Regions from separate parts of the Sus scrofa genome. Here region 1 is linked to region 2. Evidence: chromatin contacts called from public HiChIP or PLAC-seq data. All regions are on one chromosome and are shown on one strand. Each heading gives the region's core, a stretch centred on a gene start, on an enhancer-like site or on the middle of the called end of the contact. The rest is flanking DNA. Distances are from core to core; before and after follow the strand shown. Region 1 overlaps PACSIN2 (protein kinase C and casein kinase substrate in neurons protein 2). Region 2 holds the start of TTLL1 (probable tubulin polyglutamylase TTLL1).

Region 1 (4,786 bases), core at 379-2,878, 170 kb before region 2:
AACTGGCTCTGTCACTTACTGTAAGGCTTTTGCGACTGCCCTATACTGTTTCCTACATCAGTGATTCATTCCACTTCATTGCGAAACAGTATTCTATTGTGAGAATATACCACCATCTGTTTACCTTTTCATTCTGTTGAAGGACATTTGGGTTGTTTTTGGTTTGGGACAATTATAAGCAAAGAAGCTAGAAACATTACCTATAGGTCTTTGTGTGGACATTGGTTTTCATTTCTCTTGGGCAAATAGTTAGGAGTGGAATTGCCATCTGGTAAGTGTACGTCTAACTTTATATGAAAAAGTGGCTGGACCACTTTGCACTCCCATCAGCAGTGCAGGAATTTTAATTGCTCTGCATCCTCAGTAGCACTTGGCATTGTCAGTTTGTTTGTTTGTTTGTTTTGTCTTTTAGGGCTGCATCCACAGCAATGGAGGTTCCCAGGCTAGGGGTCTAATCAGAGCTGTAGCCGCTGGCCTACACCACAGCCACAGCAACTCGGGATCCGAGCCGCATCTGCGACCTACACCACACCTCACGGCAACGCCAGATCCCTAACCCACTGAGCAAGGCCAGGGAGCAAACCTGTGTCCTCATGGATGCTAGTTGGGTTCGTTAACCACTGAGCCAAGACAGGAACTCCCTATTGTCAGTTTTAACAAAAACCATTTTAGCCATTCTGTTTCATATACAGAAATAACTCACTGTGATTTTAATTTGTGATTTCCTCGTGTCTAATGATACTGAGCATCTTTTCTTGCTGCTATTTGCCAACCACATGGCTTCTATGGTAGAGTGTTTTGTCTTTTTTAAAACTGAGGTATAATGACTGGTTTTTAAAATGCAAGGAAATTGATTTCAAATATATGTTAAATGGATGATACATTAAAGTCAGGATGTGTATAGTTAGCTATTTCTGCTTTATTGGTTTTATAATTAAAACGCTCCTCTCTTACTTTTCAAAACACTAGCTTGTTTTGAATTGGCCAAATGGCAGATAACTTCATGTAGGAACTGAAAATAAACACGCTTTCTTCCAATACTAATCAATTGCTTTGTTCATAAAATGTCCATTTTGAAAACTAGGTCTGAAGCCGTCTACGTTTCTAACTTTCTCTAAATTCAGGCTCACCCCCTCAGATACCATGGTGCTGAAGACAGATGCTCAACATGCAAGTGCCTGGGTGCAGGGTGGGAAGCCCCTACTCTCCCCCAGGAACCACTTGGCTGAGGGAAGGGGCGGGGGGGGGGCAGGTATACTGGAGGCAACATCCAAAGTGAGTTTGCACGGACAGGTGGGAAGCTGGACAGACTGACGGCGAGGTGAGGGGAGTGACTCCAGGCAGAGACAGTGTTGGCAAAATGAAGAAAGTGAGACAACACGGAGACCTGGGCTCGGGGAGAAGCCATTAGGAATGCAGGGGTGACTGGGCTAGCTGGGGGCTGGATGCAGTGGGTGGCCTGGGAGGTGGGGTCAGACAGTGAAAAGGCTTCACCCTGAAGGGGGCAGTGCTCCGGGAGGGACGGGTGGGGTTCAGGAGGTAAAGCCCCTGGAGGGACAGTACGAGTAGCCTCTGCCTCTGAGGCACAGCAGGAGAAAGGAACGGCTCTGTCCTCTAGGTGGCAGACGGGGGCAGGACAGAGGTAGCAGGATCCCAGCTCCCAGGGACCTCAGGTGGCGGTTCCTGCAGGCCGGGCCTATGTGGCAGAAAGAACGGAGCCACCTCCTTCCCGGATTCTTCCAGAGACGGTTCTCCCTCCTCCCTCCACCCAACCACCAAGCTCTGCCCGGCTGGTTCTGCTGTCTCCTGGCAATCTGAGTCGCTCTACCCTCTTTCCACCCACGATGCCCTTCGCCTATGCCCAGAGGCCAGGGGCTGCCCGCCGTCTTCCTGGCCGCCTGTGAGTCTCACCCTCATCCTTCCTCTGGCTCCCCTCTGCCTGGGCCCCAGAACCCAGTGGAAGACAAGCCTTGGTTTCACGGCCAGCTAGGACGAGTCTGGGGCTGGAGCTGCAGGGACCCCTTGGCAGAAACGTCTGTGTAACTGAGAACCAGAGCGGAGACAGTGGGCTTTGCCTAAAAGCCAGCGGGTTTATAATTACGGGGTGCTGGGAAGGACTGTTCAAACAGGTCCCACCAGTTCCTCATTCAGCCCCTGGGTGTGAACAGTCTGGGACGCAGCCCACAAGGATGCAGGAGACGTTTGCTTCTCTGGCCTTCCAGCTGCTTACCTTTGCCAACTCTGTCTGCGGAACAGAGCGGCCGAAGGCAGCAGGAAAGCCAGCGGATGGGGAAGCAGGTCAGTGGGACCCCCGGGATCCCAGAGGGATGGGAGGCAACGTGAATGCAGACATGTAGCTCCTCTGAGCCCCACCCACTGGCCCCCAGGGCCACCAGTTACCAGGACCAAGGTCTGGCCAGGGGACCTACACGGTGCCGCGCACCAACCACTTCACACACACACACCGTCCACGTTAGTCCTTTACCCTCCTCTTCGGTCGGTGACCACCTCACAGACAAAACACTGACCACAACCAAAGTCCCAGGGTGAAACCAGAGGCCAGGTGAGAAGGGAGCTGGGCTCTCCCTCCCCCTGCGGCCTCGGCACGAACCTCGTCCTGCGTGGCTCACCTTAATGTCACGAAGAATCCTAGGACTCCCTGGACGCCCCCAGGTACCCCAGGAGGTTCTGGCTGTCTCACTGCTGCCTTGATGCACAACTGAGGGAGGGAGCAGTAGCCCTCACACAGAGGGTGCTCTTAGGCCTGTGCCCCAGACCACCCTGCCCCTGGATGGCCTCACCTCCCGCCGGCCCGGGCCTGTGCAGACCAGAGCCCACAGCACACAGCAGGTCGACCCACACGCCTTCCAACTGTGTCCCAAGGGGCTGGGCCTTTGTCTTCCTTACCCACCGCTTCTTCCACCGCCTCCCGCTCACTGGCTCTCAGCAGGCCCTCAATAAAAATGTGAAAGGTAAAACCCTGATGCAGCTAGAAAAAAATATAGGCAGGGCAGGACCCCTCAGCAAAATTTCAAAAGTAGAAGCTATAAGGATATGTGGGCACACAGTTGTGTGTGTGTGTAAATAAACTATTACCTCAAAAATTAAGGATTTCTGTTCAGAAATCAGTAACACAGACAAAGTTAACAGATTCAAATACTGTCTCCTAATCTGCTTAAATTGTCTAAAGTGACATGGGACTAAAATCTGAACTATCTCAGGAAGCCCGACCCATCAACACTGAGAGGCCTGCAGGAAGATGCGCACAGATACGAGTGGTGACCCGCGAGAGAAGCGGAAGGTCACGGGGCTAACGGCCTGAGCGAAGGGCTCACACTCGTGGGACTTGGGGGAATGCCCACGAAAAGAGCGACACAGCTCTGCCCCCCACAGAGGGCACTCGGGAGAGCAGGAAGGGCCAAGCGTAGGGTGGAGCTGCGCACTGAGGACCCCCTACTGAGCCACGCGGGTGGGAAAACAGCCAGGGGCGGGCCTGTGACCACCAGGCAGGAAGGCAGGGAGCAGACACGTGCCCCAGGAGGACCCAGCCTCGTTGCTCCTGAGTTTTATCCCCAAAGAAATGCTGGCTCAGATCATGGAGCACCTGGGGGGCACCCCAGTGTGGCAACAAAAAGGACAGGCAGGACTGTGTAGACACTGCAACGGAAGAGATCTCACTGACAGTGCCGAGAGGAGAAAGACAGAGAAGCGGAACGAGAAACGGAACAACAGGGCACAGGATGCCTCGACATGAATTCAAAATATTGGCACATAAGCAAGGATGACACCTACGCGAGAACACAGGCGCACACAAATGCCGTAACCTTAGAAACGGGGAGTGGCTCAGGTGTCAAAGGCAGGGAGGTGGTGCTGAACGCGTTCGCCTACCTGCCCCAATCCCGGCTCCCTGCTAAGGCTCGGTGGCTGGTCTTCCCCACGGAGGCACCCCTGACACCTGCCACACCACCAAGAGGGCGCGCCTGGATCGCCTGCGCTAGCAGACAGGCGACACCAGTCCCCTGCCGTAGCGTCCTGCTGGCTGGTCCACCTGGGGACCACAAGGGCCCTTCCAAACACTGTCCCCATGGGTCACAATCGTGCCGTTAGCCTCCCTGCCCCAGCTGGACTGCAAGCCTCCTGGTAACAAGCACAGCACAGTATTTTTCATCAGCAGCAGCATCATAATTGATGCCAGGCTGTGGGCTGACAGCTCTACATGTCACCTCATTTAATCTTGTAATGATCCCAAGGCAGTGGGATTTTACAGAAAAGGAAACAGATTTGAAGAGGCAAAGTCACTCATAATCATGCAGCCGAAAGGAGGCAGACTCCACCTTCCAGAATCTTCCTCGGGCTGAGAACAGGGCGAGTGTTAGAGCCAAGACTTAAAAGGTCACTATCAGGTGATGTGTGTGTTTCCAACCAGCTCTGCAGGTTCCAGGAAAGGCACAGACAGAGTTCGAGCCTGTGGGTCACTGTGTGACCCCACTCCTGGACGCTCCTGATGCCTCCGCGTGCTGAAGAGGCTCATGCCAGGCCCTCGGCCTGGGAACTAAGACCCTGTGCCAGAGCCGACCTTGATTCACTCTCAGAAAGCTCGTGTCCTTTAACCTGGTAAAGCCCAGGCAGCACAACTGCTCCCTCTACACCCTGGGGAGGCAGGTTCAAGAGTGAGCCAGCTGTGCCGACCTGGCTGGACAAGAAGGACAAGCTTCTGGTGACCCTCCAGGCAGTGCTCTGTGTCAGAGACAAATTGTTTATCCACAGCTTCCCAGTGTGGCCAGAA
Region 2 (5,088 bases), core at 2,226-4,725:
AACATAATGTGGTTCCCAGGCCTGGGGCAAGTAGGCAGGACCTTGACAAGCTTGAGGAGAGGCTTCTGCAGGGACATCCCTGGGCATCTGGACCAACAATAGTCTAGTTTCTTACCCACCCACACAGTGCTGACAGCCACTCTGTGCCAGGCGGGCAACAGGAGACATGATGCTCCCTGGGACCGGGTGCCCCTGGACAGTCCTGATCAACCAGTGGCAGCCTGGCCGGCAAAGCGATTTAACAGCCCAAGGTCTAAGGAAGAGGTGACTACTATCCAGTCCAGCAGCAAATGAGGCAAGCTCTGCCCCCAGAAGATTCCGGATCCATCTGTCTCTCTTCCAGTGTCCCCGAAATCCTGGACAACCACAGCTGGCCCCAGCTGGCTTCCATGGTCCCAAGCTCACCCCACTGCGACCTATCCCCCACCCAGCAGCAGACCAATTTTTTTTTTTTCCCTAGCCAAGCCCGATGCACATGGGGGCACAGGCCAGGGACAGAACCCATGCTACAGCAGCAACCCGAGCCTCTGCAGGGACAATGCTGGATTCCCTGCACCACAAGGGAACTCCCAGACCAATCTGCGAATCATAACACTGCTCATAAGTCTGCAGCAGCTTTCCGCCGCACTGAGAATAAAGCTAGCAGTCCACTCATGACCGGCAAGGCTGGCGCAGCAAGATCTGCCCTCGCGCCTCTCAGGTCTGGTCTCTCAGCATCCTTCCCACTGGTCATCCCTCTCCAGCTCCTCACACCCGCCCAGTGGCATCTGGCCTTAAGGCTCTGCTCTGCCCCCACGTCTAGCCCTTTCTCAAAGGTCAGCTCCTCAGACTGGCCTTCCCAGTCTCAATCTCAATCCTCTTCGTTTACCCAGTTGTCACCACTTCTCCGTGGCGCACGAGTTACACACGGCGACTCAAAGCGTGGTCCGTGAACCTGCAGCATCAGCATCACGACCTGGGGCTTGCTGGAAATACAGATTCTCTGGGAGTTCGCGTTGTGGCTCAGTGGTCACGAACCCGACTAGTACCCATGAGGAGGGAGGTTCAATCCCTGGCCTTGCTCAGTGGGTTAAGGATCCAGCATTGCTGTGAGCTGTGGTGTTGGTCACAGACACGGCTTGGATCCTGCCTTGCTGTGGCTGTGGTGTAGGCCAGCAGCTGGAGCTCTGATTCAATTCCTAGCCTAAGAACCTCCATATGTCACACATGTGGCCCTAAAAAGCAAAAAAAAAGAAAAAAAAAAAAAAGAGAGAGAGAGAGAGAGAAAGAAATACAAATTCTCCAGCTCCCCCGCCATGCATTCACAATAATGTACACACTCAGACTCTTGGGGACAGGGGCCCAGGGGCCTGTATCTCAACAAGCTCTCGGGTGATTCTTACCCACACTCAGATTTGAAAAGGACTGGTCTAGTTCCTGTATGTGGTTCCTCGTGACAATCTGTCTTGACACATATATGTCACAACATGAGAGCAGGAATGCGGTTCGGCCTTATCTCCTGCTGAAAGGCCAGCACCCAGAACAGTGTCTAGTAATAGCAGGCACTCAATCAACATTTGATGGATTAACAAAAATCAAGGCGTGAAGGATCTAGCCTTGTCACTGCTGTGGCTCTGGTCACTGCTGTGGCATGGGTTTGATCCCTGGCCCGGAAACTTCCACATGTCGCGGGTGGACAAAAATAAATAAATAAAGACATGAATTGCCTCTGCGCACCATCACGAAGTGCTGTTCCTTAGTGCCAAGCAGTAAAGTAGGCACAGCCCAGCCCAACTGGGCAGAGACACGGGGAGTAACTGCCATAAACACTTCCACAGCTTTGCTCAGGCAAGAAGCAGGAGACCAGGAGTTGAGCTGGTTTCCGCTGAGAGAGGGAACATCTCGGGAATCCCTGGGCCTCCGACCCTGGGAGGACAGTACTTTGCCAGGAGGCTTTTCACCTCCTAGAGTTCCGACTATTCCCACAAAAAAGCCCCCACAACCTCTCAGGGCAGCGAGCAGGCGGAAGAACATACACTCATGCAGTCGCTTCACTCTTCTGGGTCCAGTCATCGAAAACAGCAACCTCTCTGCCCCATCTCTACTACCCCAAATATTGATCACAATCAGTTTCAACAAAATCTATTTTAAAAAAAGATCCTACGGAGTTCCCGTCGTGGCTCAGTGGTTAACGAATCCGACTAGGAACCATGAGGTTGTGGGTTCGATCCCTGGTCTTGCTCAGTGGGTTAAGGATCCGGCGTTACCGTGAGCTGTGGTGTAGGCTGCAGACGCGGCTCGGATCCTGCGTTGCTCTGGCTCTGGTGTAAGCTGGTGGCTACAGCTCCGATTTGACCCCTAGCCTGGGAACCTCCATATGCCGCAGGAGCGGCCCAAGAAATCATAAAAAGACAAAAATAAAAATTTAAAAAAAAAATTAAAATTAGGAAAGATCCTAGGACATCTGCCTTCTTTTCCAGCTAGTCTTTTTTGAAAGGGAAAAGGAGCCATCTTTAAATAACAGTATAAACGACGACTTTACATCACCCAGAGCATTTGGTCACAACTGTACTGCTTCTGCCCATCTCCTCACCCCCTCAGGGTGACAGTGCCATGCTCCACCTTAACTAATAACCAGTGCCTGTAATTCCCTGAGCACAGGACAGGGCCAATCTTTTTGTACTGCCACAACCCAGCACCCAAACATGCTCATTAAATGTTTCCTGAACAAAGGACCGCTTTGCAAACCACAAAGGGTTTACAACAACAAGATACTTTTATTTCAAGAATGAATTCCTGCCAAAAAAAAAAAAAAAAAAAAAAAAAAAAAAAAAAAAAAAAAGAATGAATTCCTTGTACTGCCCCAATCACTCTAGGGTGACTACCGCGACCGTCACCCCCCGCTAATGATGGGGAAACAGGGAGGAGAAATGCCTAGGTCCAGTTCTCCAGAGAGAGATAAGCAGGGCAGAGAACACTTGTCGCCTGTCTCCTGCCCAGAACTCAACCCACAGGTACACCGCGCTCTGCAAGATGCCAACAGAAACAATACAGATTGCAAATGAATGAAAAAAACCAGCAACGATTAAATTCTGAGATAACGAATAAGAAGAAGAATGCAATTACAAGGATCAGGAGGAACAAGTCACAGGAACTCGGAGGAGGAAGAGAGGCACAGTAGTCAGCGCAGGCTGCTGGAGGGACGCGGGTCCAGCATCCAAACCCAACCGCAGCGGCCCCGTAGACCAGCGGCCACAATCGCTCGCGCATGCGCACTCGCCCCCCGCCACACCCTGGGTCCCGGGAGCCGATGGCCTCGGCGGCTGTGTCTTACCTGTGGGCGTCCAGCCCGGAGGGGCGCCCAGGAGCGCGGAGCACGGCGGCCCCGCGCCGCACCCCGGCCCCGCCTCCAGCTCCACTCCGGCTCCTGCGGGAGGACTCGGCCCGCTATCAAGCGAACCCACCCTCCGCGCTCTACTTCCGGGGCGGCGCCCCGGCAACCAAAGACGCGGCCTTACCGGCGCCAAGACTGCTTCCGGGGTCAGATTTTCCCCACTCGTTTCTAAGCCCCTGGCCTGGCGTCCCGCTAGGCGCCGGGGGCTGGGATCGTGCGAGGAGTCTGCGGTCCACCCCGGCGTCTCCACAAACGTCAGAGCCCAGAAATGAAGTCGAGAGGGGTCGGGGCGCAGTCTCGACCCTGATAGTGCAAGGTAGAGGGGTGTGATGGCTGGGCCCTGGGTCCAGTCCGCTCATCTCTTCTGCTCAGCTTCAACATCTGTTAAACTGGGATGGTTGGCAGCACCTGCCTCGAAGGAATTTTTGTAAGGATAACCTAACAGGTTGCGCTCAGCAAGTAGTAATCAATAAATGGCCTACTCAAAGGTCACCTCATTTGTGAAGTGTGAGTGCGGGACAGGTGCAGTTCCTCAAAGTAGGATTTTTTAACTCTTTCTGTTAGGAAGAGGCAGCCTGGCCCATGAGAATTTTAAAACTGAAGCCAGACCTGGTTTGAATCCTCACCCCAAAATCCACTAGCTGGTCATGTCATTCTCTGAGCCTCAGTTTCTTGTCTATAAATGGAGATAACAGCACCTATGCTGAAGGGTTGTTGGGAAGATTATGAAAGTATTTTTTGAAAGGCACTTTGGTAGAGGATATATTAGTTGCTAAATTCCTGTTGAATTAATACACAACAGAAGGGCATGTACCCCAGACATCTGTCAGTCATGAAGGTGCACTGGGAGGCAGTGTGAAAGGAGAGAAACAGAATTTACCTCCCTGCTCAGTTACAGTCTAGCTGTTGAGCATAGGAAAATCGCAGCCTCTTGTTTTAAAATTTTTATTTATTTTTTTATTTTGGCTGCAGCACGCAGCAACTTCATGTGGGATTTCAGTCCCCACACCAGAGATTGAACCCAGGCCACAGCAGTGTAAGTGCCAACCAACTCCTAACCACTAGACCACCAGGGAACTCCTCCAGCCTTTTTTTTTTTTTTTGTCTTTTTAGGGCCACACCCTGCAGCATATGGACCTTCCCAGGCTAGGGGGTTAAATCAGAGCTGCAGCTGCTGGCCTACGTGACAGCCACAGCAGTGCCAAATCCAAGCCACATCTGTGACTACACCACAGTTCACAGCAACGCCGGATCCTTAACCCACTGATTGAGGCCAGGGATAAACCTGCATCCTCATGGATACTAGACCAATTAGTTTCTGCTGAGTCACACGGGAACTCCCTGTCAGGGTTGTTTTGGGGTTTTTTCCCAGCCTCTCAATGACAGTTTCTTCATGGATAAACAGGAATAATTAGGAGTTCCCATCATGGCTCATTGGTTAACGAATCCGACTAAGAACCATAAGTTGCAGATTCGATCCCTGGCCTTGCTCAGTGGGTTAAGGATCCGCGTTGCTGTGAGTTGTGGTGTAGGTCGCAGATGCAGCTCGGATCCCGCGTTGCTGTGGCTCTGGCATAAGCCGACAGCTACAGCTCCGATTGGACCCCTAGCCGGGGAACCTCCATATGCTGTGGAAGCGCCCCAAAAAAATGGCAAAAAGACAAAAAAAAAAAAAAAAAAAAAAAGGGAATAATTATCTCCATCTCTCAAGATGG

Evidence for each region. HiChIP or PLAC-seq counts read pairs in DNA pulled down with a chosen protein or histone mark.
Region 1: an H3K27ac HiChIP or PLAC-seq map of alveolar macrophages shows a contact between it and region 2. The contact joins the enhancer-like site here to the promoter of TTLL1 in region 2. A contact is called at or near these places in 5 of 47 Hi-C or Micro-C datasets (fetal liver, heart right ventricle, retroperitoneal adipose tissue and 2 more) and 2 of 2 datasets of contacts at active chromatin or transcription factors (alveolar macrophages and skeletal muscle).

Annotation. Positions count from the first base shown.
Region 1 is chr5:5,956,158-5,960,943 of Sscrofa11.1, reverse strand. All of the region lies in intron 3 of PACSIN2 (protein kinase C and casein kinase substrate in neurons protein 2), which reads right to left. Among named protein-coding and RNA genes, the nearest start is that of ARFGAP3, 36 kb to the left of the region's middle. Within about 2 kb of position 1,628, at least 8 of the 83 cell types and tissues checked have an H3K27ac peak or open chromatin away from gene starts, as enhancers often do. A contact at or near this core is called in alveolar macrophages and retroperitoneal adipose tissue, where this site is marked.
Region 2 is chr5:5,792,147-5,797,234 of Sscrofa11.1, reverse strand. It overlaps TTLL1 (probable tubulin polyglutamylase TTLL1), which reads right to left and starts at 3,475. Exons shown (of 13, transcript XM_003481524.3): 1 at 3,314-3,475.